2 separate regions of the Mus musculus genome follow, and region 2 is linked to region 1. A link is a contact called in public HiChIP or PLAC-seq data. All regions are on one chromosome and are shown on one strand. Each heading gives the region's core, a stretch centred on a gene start, on an enhancer-like site or on the middle of the called end of the contact. The rest is flanking DNA. Distances are from core to core; before and after follow the strand shown. Region 1 has its middle 45 kb from the start of Gm39592. Region 2 has its middle 17 kb from the start of Tram1.

Region 1 (4,744 bases), core at 1,547-4,046:
ATGCACACACTCACACATATTCACACATACACATGCACACACCACACGCACGTGCACACACACACATATGTGTGCACACACTCGCGCACACTCATACACATGCACACGCATGCACATACACACCACACATTTGATCATACTCACATACTGCTCTATTTCCCAACATATCCCTTCCTACTTTCCTGCCTTTCTATATAACCCACTGAGTTTACTTAGGGTTTCTTGCATGGGTGTGGGTTTTATTTCCTGGATCATGGACAACTTGATGGCTATATTGTGCCCATTTTGCAAGCCCTAAAAAACCACCAGGCAGTCAATTCCAATGCAATCAAACTAGGGTCTTTATTTGTTGTGTCCGGCCAGCAGCTCACATGTCTGGGTTCTAGCCTGGAAAGGCATTTTGGAAACCTGGAAGAGAAGAGGGGCTAGGCTGCGCGAGATAAGGACGGAACCAAGTCAAGGCTCTGCTCAAGGTTCAATTTTACTATTCCGACGCTCCGTTATGAAGGAGGGGGAGGGGCCCGATTCCCGCCAAATAATGTTGGAGTAATGTTGCAAGTGAACACCGGATGGCTTCGGAAAAGCAAAGCAGCAAGCTCCAGCAGTGGGCGTGGCAGAACGATTGAGCTGAGCGGCAAGCTCCACCCCTGAGCAAGCAGGTTTCAGGCTGGGGGAGGGGAGACTACATTTATTCTACTCGAGCTTGGACCACACCATCATCACTGATGCAGGAGGATGGGAGGGTAAAGCCCCCAGCTAAGTTTCAAGTAAGCATTTATAGAGTCAACCAAGGAAGCAAGGGGGGGGGGGGTATCCAGTTTGGCACACAACTGATTGGAGGGCTATTATAGAATTTGTTGCCCTTTAAAATGATTGGTTGATGCTGGGAGCCAAACCATAAGCTTTCCTAAGTAAATATCTTTAGGTGCAACTGTAACTTCTGCTGTCCTCTTGATTGGTGGTTGTTGGGGTGAGCTGGGGACCAGTGCTAGCTGCAGGCCTGGTGGTTAACCCAAGTTCAACCTTAGGTTCTCTAAGATGGAGTTGGTTCATCTCCCAGCTACAGTCCTAAAGAAAAGGATGCCTTCTTCTCCAGCAGCTACTGACTGCTGATAACTGCTCAGCCTCACAAGAGGGCTCTAGTGCCCCAGTTCATCCATGATGAAGTGTTGACTGATTTGAGCTTCTGTGGCTCGCCACAGCTGCCGTGAGGTCATGGGTCAATGCCATGTCATGTCCACACATCAGTGCTTCATAGCACTCCTCCTAACCATCTGACTCTTCCTCCATGTTCTCTGAGTCTTTGGGGTTGGAGGGGTTATGATCCCATTCACAGCTAAGCATTCAACAGTGTTAGGGCTTCAATTGAACCTAGGGCTCAACATCTGCACTCTACCTGGAAAACACTCTACCAACTGATACACATCCGCTTACTTCTTTGAGTGATGTTTTTGTCTAGTCAGCTGGTTTTGATATTTTAGAGACAGGGTCTGACCTTGAGATTACTATGTACCCAAGGCTGGCTTTCCACTCCTCATTCTCCCATCTCCACCCACCCTGTTCTGGGATCACCGCACTTACATCTGTTTGTTTCAAACCAGCAAGCTCTCATTGTTGTACTCCTATCCAGGCCATCACTGGTAACAACAGTGCCCACTGACCATGTGTTCTAAGACCCTGAAGGAGAGGCTTCAAATGGTAGCAAATCCTGAACAGGCTGGGTTTTCCTATGTATGTACACCCGTCAAGATGTTTTTCTCCTCCCCACCCATCCCCTGCAGGACATGGACCTGGGCACCCTGTGCCTTTCCACTTATTACCATATCGGAGTCATAATGTACTTTGTTTCTCTGCCAATTAAAGAATTCTGCAAAGCACTCAAGAGGCAGGCAGAGATCTCTGAGTTACAGATCTACCCAATCTGCATAGTGAGTCCTAAGCCGAAGCTACATAGTCTCAAAAGAGAAGTTGTTTTTGTTTTTAATTTTTGTTTTGTTTAAGGCAATGTGCACACAGCTAAGATTGATCTTGAACTCTTGGTCCTTCTCCCCCAACCTCCCGAGTGCTGGGATGACAGGGAGGAACCGCTGTACCCAGCTCTCAGTGTAAATTTTTATTGAGGATCTGTGGGCTACAAAGCAGTAACCATCAATATAATTTGAAAAATGTAACACCCTCTGCTATTCAGTAGGTGTCGATGTTCTACTGCTGTGAAGAGACCATGACCGAGGAAGCACATCTTATAAAGGAGAGCATTTCATTACGGCCTGCCTATACTATAAGAGGTTTAGTTCATCATTAGCTTGGCGAGGAGCATGGCAGCACACAGGAGAAGGAGCTTAGTGTTCTACGTCTGGATCCACAAACAGTAGGGGAGAAAAAGACTCTGAAGTTGGCATGAGCTTCTGAAACCTCAAAGCCAAAACACTTCCTCCAAAAAGATCACTACCCCTAATCCTTTCAAATAATAGTGCCACTCCCTGGTGACCAAGCATTCAAGTCTATGCACTTATGCAAACCATTCTTATTCAAACTACAAAAGAGGGTTAAATGTGTACAGTCTGCCTTTCTGTTAAACTGACCCATCTCAAACTACCACATTCTGGATTTCCTTTCTTCTCTTTCCTCCTCGTCCTCGTCCTCCTCGTCCTCCTCTTCCTCCTCCTCCTCCTCATCCTTTTTCTCTTCCTCTCTCCTCTCTTCTTATTTTTGAGACAGGGGTGTGTTTAGTCCATGCTGGTCTTGAACTTGACACGCCACAATGACAATCTTGAACTGTTGTCATGGAATCCAACACTGGATTGTAAACTGAAATGTGTTAGGAAATGGGCAGTGATGGAGCATATCTTTGATCCCAGTGCTTTGATCCTGAGGCAGAGGCAGGGTGATCTCTGGGTTTAAGGCCAGCCTGGTCTATTGAATGAGTTCCATAATAGCTAGAGCTACACAGAGAAACCCTGTCTTGAAAAACCAAAGGAGAGGTCTGGAAGAGATGGCACAGCACTTAAGAGCACTGACTTCTCTTCCAGAGGTCCTGAGTTCAATTCCCAGCAACCACATGGTGGCTCACAACCACCTGTAATGAGATCTGATGCCCTCTTCTGGTGTGTCTGAAGACAACTATAGTGTACTCATTTACATAAGATAGCACAAAAGATGACTCTATATTGCTCCGGTAACAAGAACACTGAAGAAAACCCTCTCCTTTGGTTTTCTGTATATAAGTTATCTGTTGCTGTATGTCTTCAGACCCAACTGAAGAGAGCATCAGATCCCATTATAGATGGTTTTGAGCCTCCATGTAGTTGCTGGGAATTGAACTCAGGACCTCTGGAAAAGAAGTCAGTGCTCTTAAGTGCTGTGCCATCTCTTCCAGAGCTCTCCTTTGGTTTTTCAAGACAGGGTTTCTCTGTGTAGCTCTAGCTATTATGGAACTCATTCAATAGACCAGGCTGGGAATTGAACTCAGGATCTCTGGAAAAGCAGTCTGTGATCTTAATCACTGAGTCATCTCTCCAGCCTGGTTTTTCTTTTAAACTCTAATAAGAGCACCCTCAAGATTTCTTTTCAGCCAATTCTTAATTTTTTTTTTCAGTAGTAGCAAGGCCAAAAACCCAGAGCGAAGTCCTCAGCTTCTCTGATAACACATAGCAACTCCACCAAGGCTCCTCAAAATCTTCTGTGGCATTCTCACCATGAAGAACAAAAGTAACTGCTGAGCTGTTGAGTCTCTTGGTCCCAGCTATCAAGGCAGATGTGTACCTTCAAAAAGACATCAGTGAGCTGAGGGTGGTGCTTATCAGAAGAATATGTGCTTGGCACTCAGAAGGCTTTTGTGAGGAGCAGCTGATCCCCAGCACCCTGAAAAATCAGGCTGATGCAAGCAAAGCTACTCAATTGTCTGTCTTTGTGTTTCAGTGAATCTGGGAAAGGAAGAAGGCAGGAGGCTGTGGCTCACACCTGAAATCCCAGCACTCAGGAGGCAAAGGCTGAAGGATCACTGAAAAAATGTGAGGCCAACCTGAGCTACGTAATGAGTTCCAGGGTTAGCTCAGGCTATATAGACCTGAGCCTCAGCGGAAGGAAACTGGCTGTGCCTTAGCAAGAGAACACCCGGCAGCATAACTGGAAGAAGGGATGCGGGAGGCTCATCTATTACCTCAAAAAAAAGAGGAATAAGGAGATGGCTTGGCTTTTCAAAGCACTTGCTGCTCCTGCAAAGGACCTAAGTTCAGATCCCAGCACTGACATCAGACAGTTTACAACCAACTATAACTCCAGAGTGTTGGGCTCAGACACCTTCAGTAGTCCTTGGGTACCCACAGAACATACCCAGACACAGATATATACATAATTAAAAGTAAAATAAATTTTATTTTATTTTCAAAAAAAGAACAAATGGAGGACCAAAAGAAGAAGGAAGAGGATAGGAGCAATGACTGGGTGTGGTGGTGCATGCGCACAACCAGGTGACAATTGACAAGGTGGAGCCGGAAGACACCTGTGTGTTGGAGGCCGCCCTGGGTTATATAGTGAGACCCTTTTTAAAAACAGAAAACAGAGAGACAGAGAGACAGAGACAGAGAAGTGGGCTTAATATCGTGGATAAGCTTGACCTAGTCTTCCTTGAAGTCTGGTTTCTTGGCAGGAATTATGATGGGAGCCCTCATAACCCATAAAGACATCCCCAGTGGGTGAAAGTTCCTGAAGACCTGAAAGATCCAGAAGTATTCCAGGTCCAGTC
Region 2 (4,983 bases), core at 1,366-3,865, 550 kb after region 1:
TTATTAAGATAGACTACTACTTTAGCAGCCCCCTGTCACTTCCTTACTGCAGTTTCAATTATCCAACATCAACTACAGTTTGAAAATACTACACGGAAAATCCCAGAAATAAAATGCCTGCAAGTTTTTGATAGGATCCATTCCGACTAGCTTGTAGTAACTCTGTGCTGTTTTACACTCCCTCTAACTTGTGTCAATCATTTTTGTGCAGTGTTTCCAGGTGGTTCTCACTACCCACTGATCAGCTACTTAGCTATTCTGTTCATCAGATCATCAGAACTTGTGCTCAAGTAGCCCTAAGTTTATATTTTAATGTCCCTAATTTGCATGAGTAACGGTGCTGGGGATTTAGATATTCCTAAGAAAAGTCAACTGCTTCCAACCCTGAGGCTGTCCAGAGGTTGAAGTCATCTGCTTCTAACCCTGAGGCTGTCCAGAGGTTGAAGTCATCTGCTTCTAACCCTGAGGCTGTCCAGAGGTTGAAGTCATCTGCTTCTAACCCTGAGGCTGTCCAGAGGTTGAAGTCAACTGCTTCCAACCCTGAGGCTGTCCAGAGGTTGAAATCAACTGCTTCCAACCCAGAGGCTGTCCAGAGGTTGAAGTCAACTGCTTCCAACCCTGAGGCTGTCCAGAGATTGAAGTCAACTGCTTCTAAACCTGAGGCTGTCCAGAGGTTGAAGCCAACTGCTTCCAACCCTGAGGCTGTCCAGAGGTTGAAGTCAACTGCTTCCAACCCTGAGGCTGTGGAGACGTTAAAGGAAATGCATGGTAGTTTTGCTGAGTTGCCTCCACAACAAAACCGTAGCTCTAATGTGCGGGAAGTGTTTATTAAGATGAGAAAGGAACTAAAGCACAGCATTTCAAGTCATCTATGGTTATGAAAGAACCTAGTGGGGAAACCCCCACTCAACTCTCGATTTGGCGTGCACCCAAGAATCACGAACAAACAGACCGTCTTGATGTAATAACATGAGGTAGTTTAATGGCAGAGCTCCGGGTCGAAACATATCTCACGCAGGAGACAGTGGATTCGACCACGACGCTTGGAAGCTAGGAGTTTTTATAGAAAAGGGGCTGGGGCTGGGGGAGGAATTGGCGCGGTTTCACATGATTGGTTCATTTAAACATCAGCAGGGAGGAATTGGCGAGGTTTCACATGATTGGTCCATTTAAACATCAACAGACTGTACATGCAGATAACATTTAACTTAGGTCAGAAGGGCGGGAGATAGGGAGGCGCCAGGCCAGTTCAGACATGTCATTCTCTTTATCTTTATGGCCAAGCAGCCTCAGGAATGTCTTAACTATGGGCCTGCCCGGGCATGTCCTGGCCTGTTCTTCTATGTTCTCAGCCCCAGGTTTCAAAGCTCACAAACAACTCTTTGGGCTATTTGACATGAATTACATGAATCACAGGCCTCAAGTTTTATTTTCTTTCATTTACAGTCGTACACTGGCCTCTTGTAGCACATTCTGTTATAAATTTGACTTTTGTAACTGACTTATTTCCCTTTATGTAGCTGATCCCTGTTTCTATTCATCATGGTAACAGTGATCCCAGGTTAGGAACAGTATCTGGCCAATCAATCCCTTATTTGAAGAAAAAGACTACTTAAGTATTATTGTATTTAGGATATGAAACATCTGTCATTCAAAAGACTCACATGTTGAAGGCTTTGTCCCCAGATAGTCCCTAGTACTGTAGGTAGGATACAGAGCAGTGGGTTGATGAGTTCATTAGAATATGTGGCCCACTTGAAGGAAGTATGTCATTGGGCTGTGCCTTTGAAAGGAAGGTATACCTTGTCTCTGGTCACGTGCCCTGTTTTTCTGTGTCCTGGCTGTCATAAAATGAGCCCTCTGCTGTACCACTCCCTGCCCTCAGCTGCTCTGCCTCACTTCAGCCACAAACAGGCATGAGTCTAAACTGCCATGGACTGAAGCCTATGAAATCAGGGGCCAAGATAAAGATCTCCTCTTTTAAGCAACTTTTCTCAAGGAAAACTAACACAGAAAATTGGTGCCAGAAGGAGGGTTGTTACTGAGACTAGACAGTGACTGTGTGGGTCAGAAGATTCTCAAACTGGTTCATGGGGGGCAATTTGGAAAGGCCTTGGAAATTGGATAGAAAAAAATATAAAAAATGTTGTGGGCAAGTGTTACTAAGTTACTCAGAGTGAGCTCGAATGCACACAGGAATACAGGACTACAGGACTACAGATGCTGGGGCTCTGAGTGTGAGGTCTCAAATGGAAGTGAGCTGTCCTGGAAACTGGAGTTGGGTGCCATTCTGGCAACTCTGGCAAAGAATTTGTCTACTTGTTGTCCGTATGCAGATACACTGTAAGCTGGGTTTGAAAGTGACGAACTGAGGGAATTTCAAAGCACCACAGCATTCAGACCCAACCAAGAATATTACTGGCTTCTTTTGGCTGGAGTTATGAAGAAAACCACAGTCTCAGAAATGGCATGGAAAGCTCCGTAAAGCTTGCGCTGGTTAGAGGATGCGAGTTTAAAGCTGGGCCTGGGCCGCAGAGATTTAGGGCTGTACAAAGACCACACCTTACAAACACAATAGGAAGGAAGCCCTCTGGGCTTAGGCACCAGCAGGACCCCACCCACTACAAGCTCAGGGTTTAGTGGAAGAAGGAAGCTTTGTCTTCTGCCTGCTTGCTCTCACTCTCCCTAGCAAGTCTGTCTGCCTTCTTGCTCAGGCACTCCTTCCTCTATATTATTAGAACTGACGACTTCAGGATTTCAACATAGGCCGAAGATCAGCAGTGCTCCAGGGATCCTCCAGGCCTTCAGCTCCAGATTAGGGCTGATGAGACACCAGTCTAGTGAGCTGAGCAACTGTATTGTCTGCCTCTCCAGTGCAGGCAGCCATTGTTAGACTACTCAGACTACATTCTGTAAGGTAGTCTAACAAATCCCCCTTTAATATAAAAGGATGAGGATGGGGGTAGTCTGGGTCAGGTGTGATGCCACACATCTTCAATCCCAGCACTGGGGAGGCAGAGGCAGGCAGGTTTCTTCGAGTTCAAGGCCAGCCAGGGCTGTATGATAAGACCTAGGCTTAAAAACAAAAAAAGAAAACAAATAACAAAAACCAAAACAACGTGCTCTGTTGTGATCGTCTTGGGAAGGACTGCTTAGAGAAGTGTTTTCTGGGTGCACTTAGGCATCTAACAGTCAGAGGCTGTGGCACCATGGCTTGGCTACTACTGAAGCTGGTGACAGAACTCGGTGTTCCTCTTGCACACACGCATAGGCAAGAGCTAAGGAGGTTTCCAAATTTCCAAGGGAGGGCTGGGATCCACAAGGCACAGAAAGGTTAGAAAACCTCTGGAGAGAAGTGGAAGCATCAGCAGAAATAGCAAGAAATAACCTACGGGTTATTATTCCGATGTATATCTCCCAAGGAAATAATAAAGGAAAGGAAAGCCACAGGCAGTGACCAGGACAAGTGGCCATGTGGGCTACACCTGACAAGGCTTTAGGGATGGGGTAGCCTAAGTATCTGGAACTTGATCATGATGACATGAGTCCTGCTGTTCAACACTGAACAATACGATTTAGTGTTTGTCCTCAGGGTCTCAGTCTGCTCCTTCCTCTCCTCCCTGAAGCTGTTTCTCTGTCCATTTCACGTTGGAAGCCTGTGACTATAACAATTTGCCTTGGGTCTCAGAGAGGCCTTCTTTGGACTTGGCAGTGTTGAGAACTGTTGGACTGTTTGAGTTCCTTTCCCTGTTGTTGTGATAAACTACTGTGGGAAAACCAGCCTAAGGCAGAAAGGCTTTGTCTTAGATCCCAGTTTAGGGAAGATGTTGTTTATGGTAGAGAAATCCTGGCAGCAGGACCTGAGTGAGCAGCTTACACTGCATTCACAGCCAGCAGGCAGAGAGGGATGCGGCTCACACCCAGCTAGTTTTCTCTTTTGTATGCAGTCCAGAGCCCAAGCTCAAGGAATGGCTCCATCCACTGTTTGTGTCTTTCAACTCCAATTAACTTAATCAGGACATCCTCCAAGGCATGGTCAGAGGCCTACCTAATCTAAATCTAAGCTAATCCTTCACAGGTGTGCCTGGAGATTTACAGCCTAGGAGATGCTAGAAGCTGTCATGTGACAACACTAGCCATCAGAGAACACCTGGGGACGGAATAAATGCATTCTTCACAATGAGATTGAGGTCAGTGGGATGAGGTTATGGTTCTTGCTGGTGGTCCTGTTTTATGAGTTTGTAGAATCTTTGGGAAGTAGTGTCTATATGACATTGGTGGCCCACAAAGGGGCAGGCCTTAAAGGTGATAGGGTATCTAATCCTGGCTTGAACTGCCTGTGTCATGGCCATCAAGATACAATTATGCCACAAGCTCCCACTTCCACGTTGAGCTGTGCCAGCTCAATGTCTTCTGAGTGGTGAAGTTGTGTGCCAAAGTAAACCTCTCATTTCTTATGTCACCTCTGCCACGTGTTGTCATAGCAACAAGACACCAGCCAATACCGTTTGGATAAGAAAAGTCCCCCTGACAGGAAGATCCTGTGTTGAAGGTTTGGTTTGATGCTGGTAGCACTTTAGTGGCAGCTCTGTGAGAGCACTAAAGACATCAATGGAAGAAGCAAAGCATTCAAAGCTGAATGGTTGTTAGGGTTGGGAGGGGAGCAGCTTTAGGAAGTGAGTCCCTGGAGAATGCCTTTGAAGAGTACAGCCTGTGCTTGATCCTTTCTCACTGCTCTGCCCTGGCTCTCCCAAGATGAGCAGCTTTTCTACAGTGTGTCTGTCCACCCTGCTCTTTCCACTCTGCCAGAGAACTAAGCAACCCTAAACCAGCTAAACCAACCCTGGGCTGAAACCTCTGAGATGAACATGGAGCCTCTTTCAGTGTTTACCGCAGTGATGAGAAACTCACATACCTCACCCAGTGACTTGTATTAAGCTGGTAGTTTCAGGTGCTTAGCATGGGCATCAGATGTTGAGGTTA

What was found. HiChIP or PLAC-seq counts read pairs in DNA pulled down with a chosen protein or histone mark.
Region 2: an H3K27ac HiChIP or PLAC-seq map of embryonic stem cells shows a contact between it and region 1, with 2.7 times the contacts expected there. The contact joins two enhancer-like sites. A contact is called at or near these places in 7 of 39 promoter capture datasets (the 3T3-L1 cell line, hippocampal neurons, liver and 2 more), 1 of 15 datasets of contacts at CTCF or cohesin (embryonic stem cells), 1 of 484 Hi-C or Micro-C datasets (the G1E-ER4 cell line), 4 of 115 datasets of contacts at active chromatin or transcription factors (embryonic basal ganglia, embryonic midbrain, embryonic stem cells and 1 more) and 1 of 9 other capture datasets (adipose tissue).

The regions. Positions count from the first base shown.
Region 1 is chr1:13,057,340-13,062,083 of GRCm38.p6, forward strand. It overlaps the pseudogene Gm5250. Among named protein-coding and RNA genes, the nearest start is that of Gm39592, 45 kb to the right of the region's middle. Within about 2 kb of position 2,797, at least 5 of the 459 cell types and tissues checked have an H3K27ac peak or open chromatin away from gene starts, as enhancers often do. A contact at or near this core is called in embryonic stem cells, where this site is marked.
Region 2 is chr1:13,604,191-13,609,173 of GRCm38.p6, forward strand. No RefSeq gene overlaps it. Among named protein-coding and RNA genes, the nearest start is that of Tram1, 17 kb to the left of the region's middle. Within about 2 kb of position 2,616, at least 17 of the 459 cell types and tissues checked have an H3K27ac peak or open chromatin away from gene starts, as enhancers often do. A contact at or near this core is called in embryonic stem cells, where this site is marked.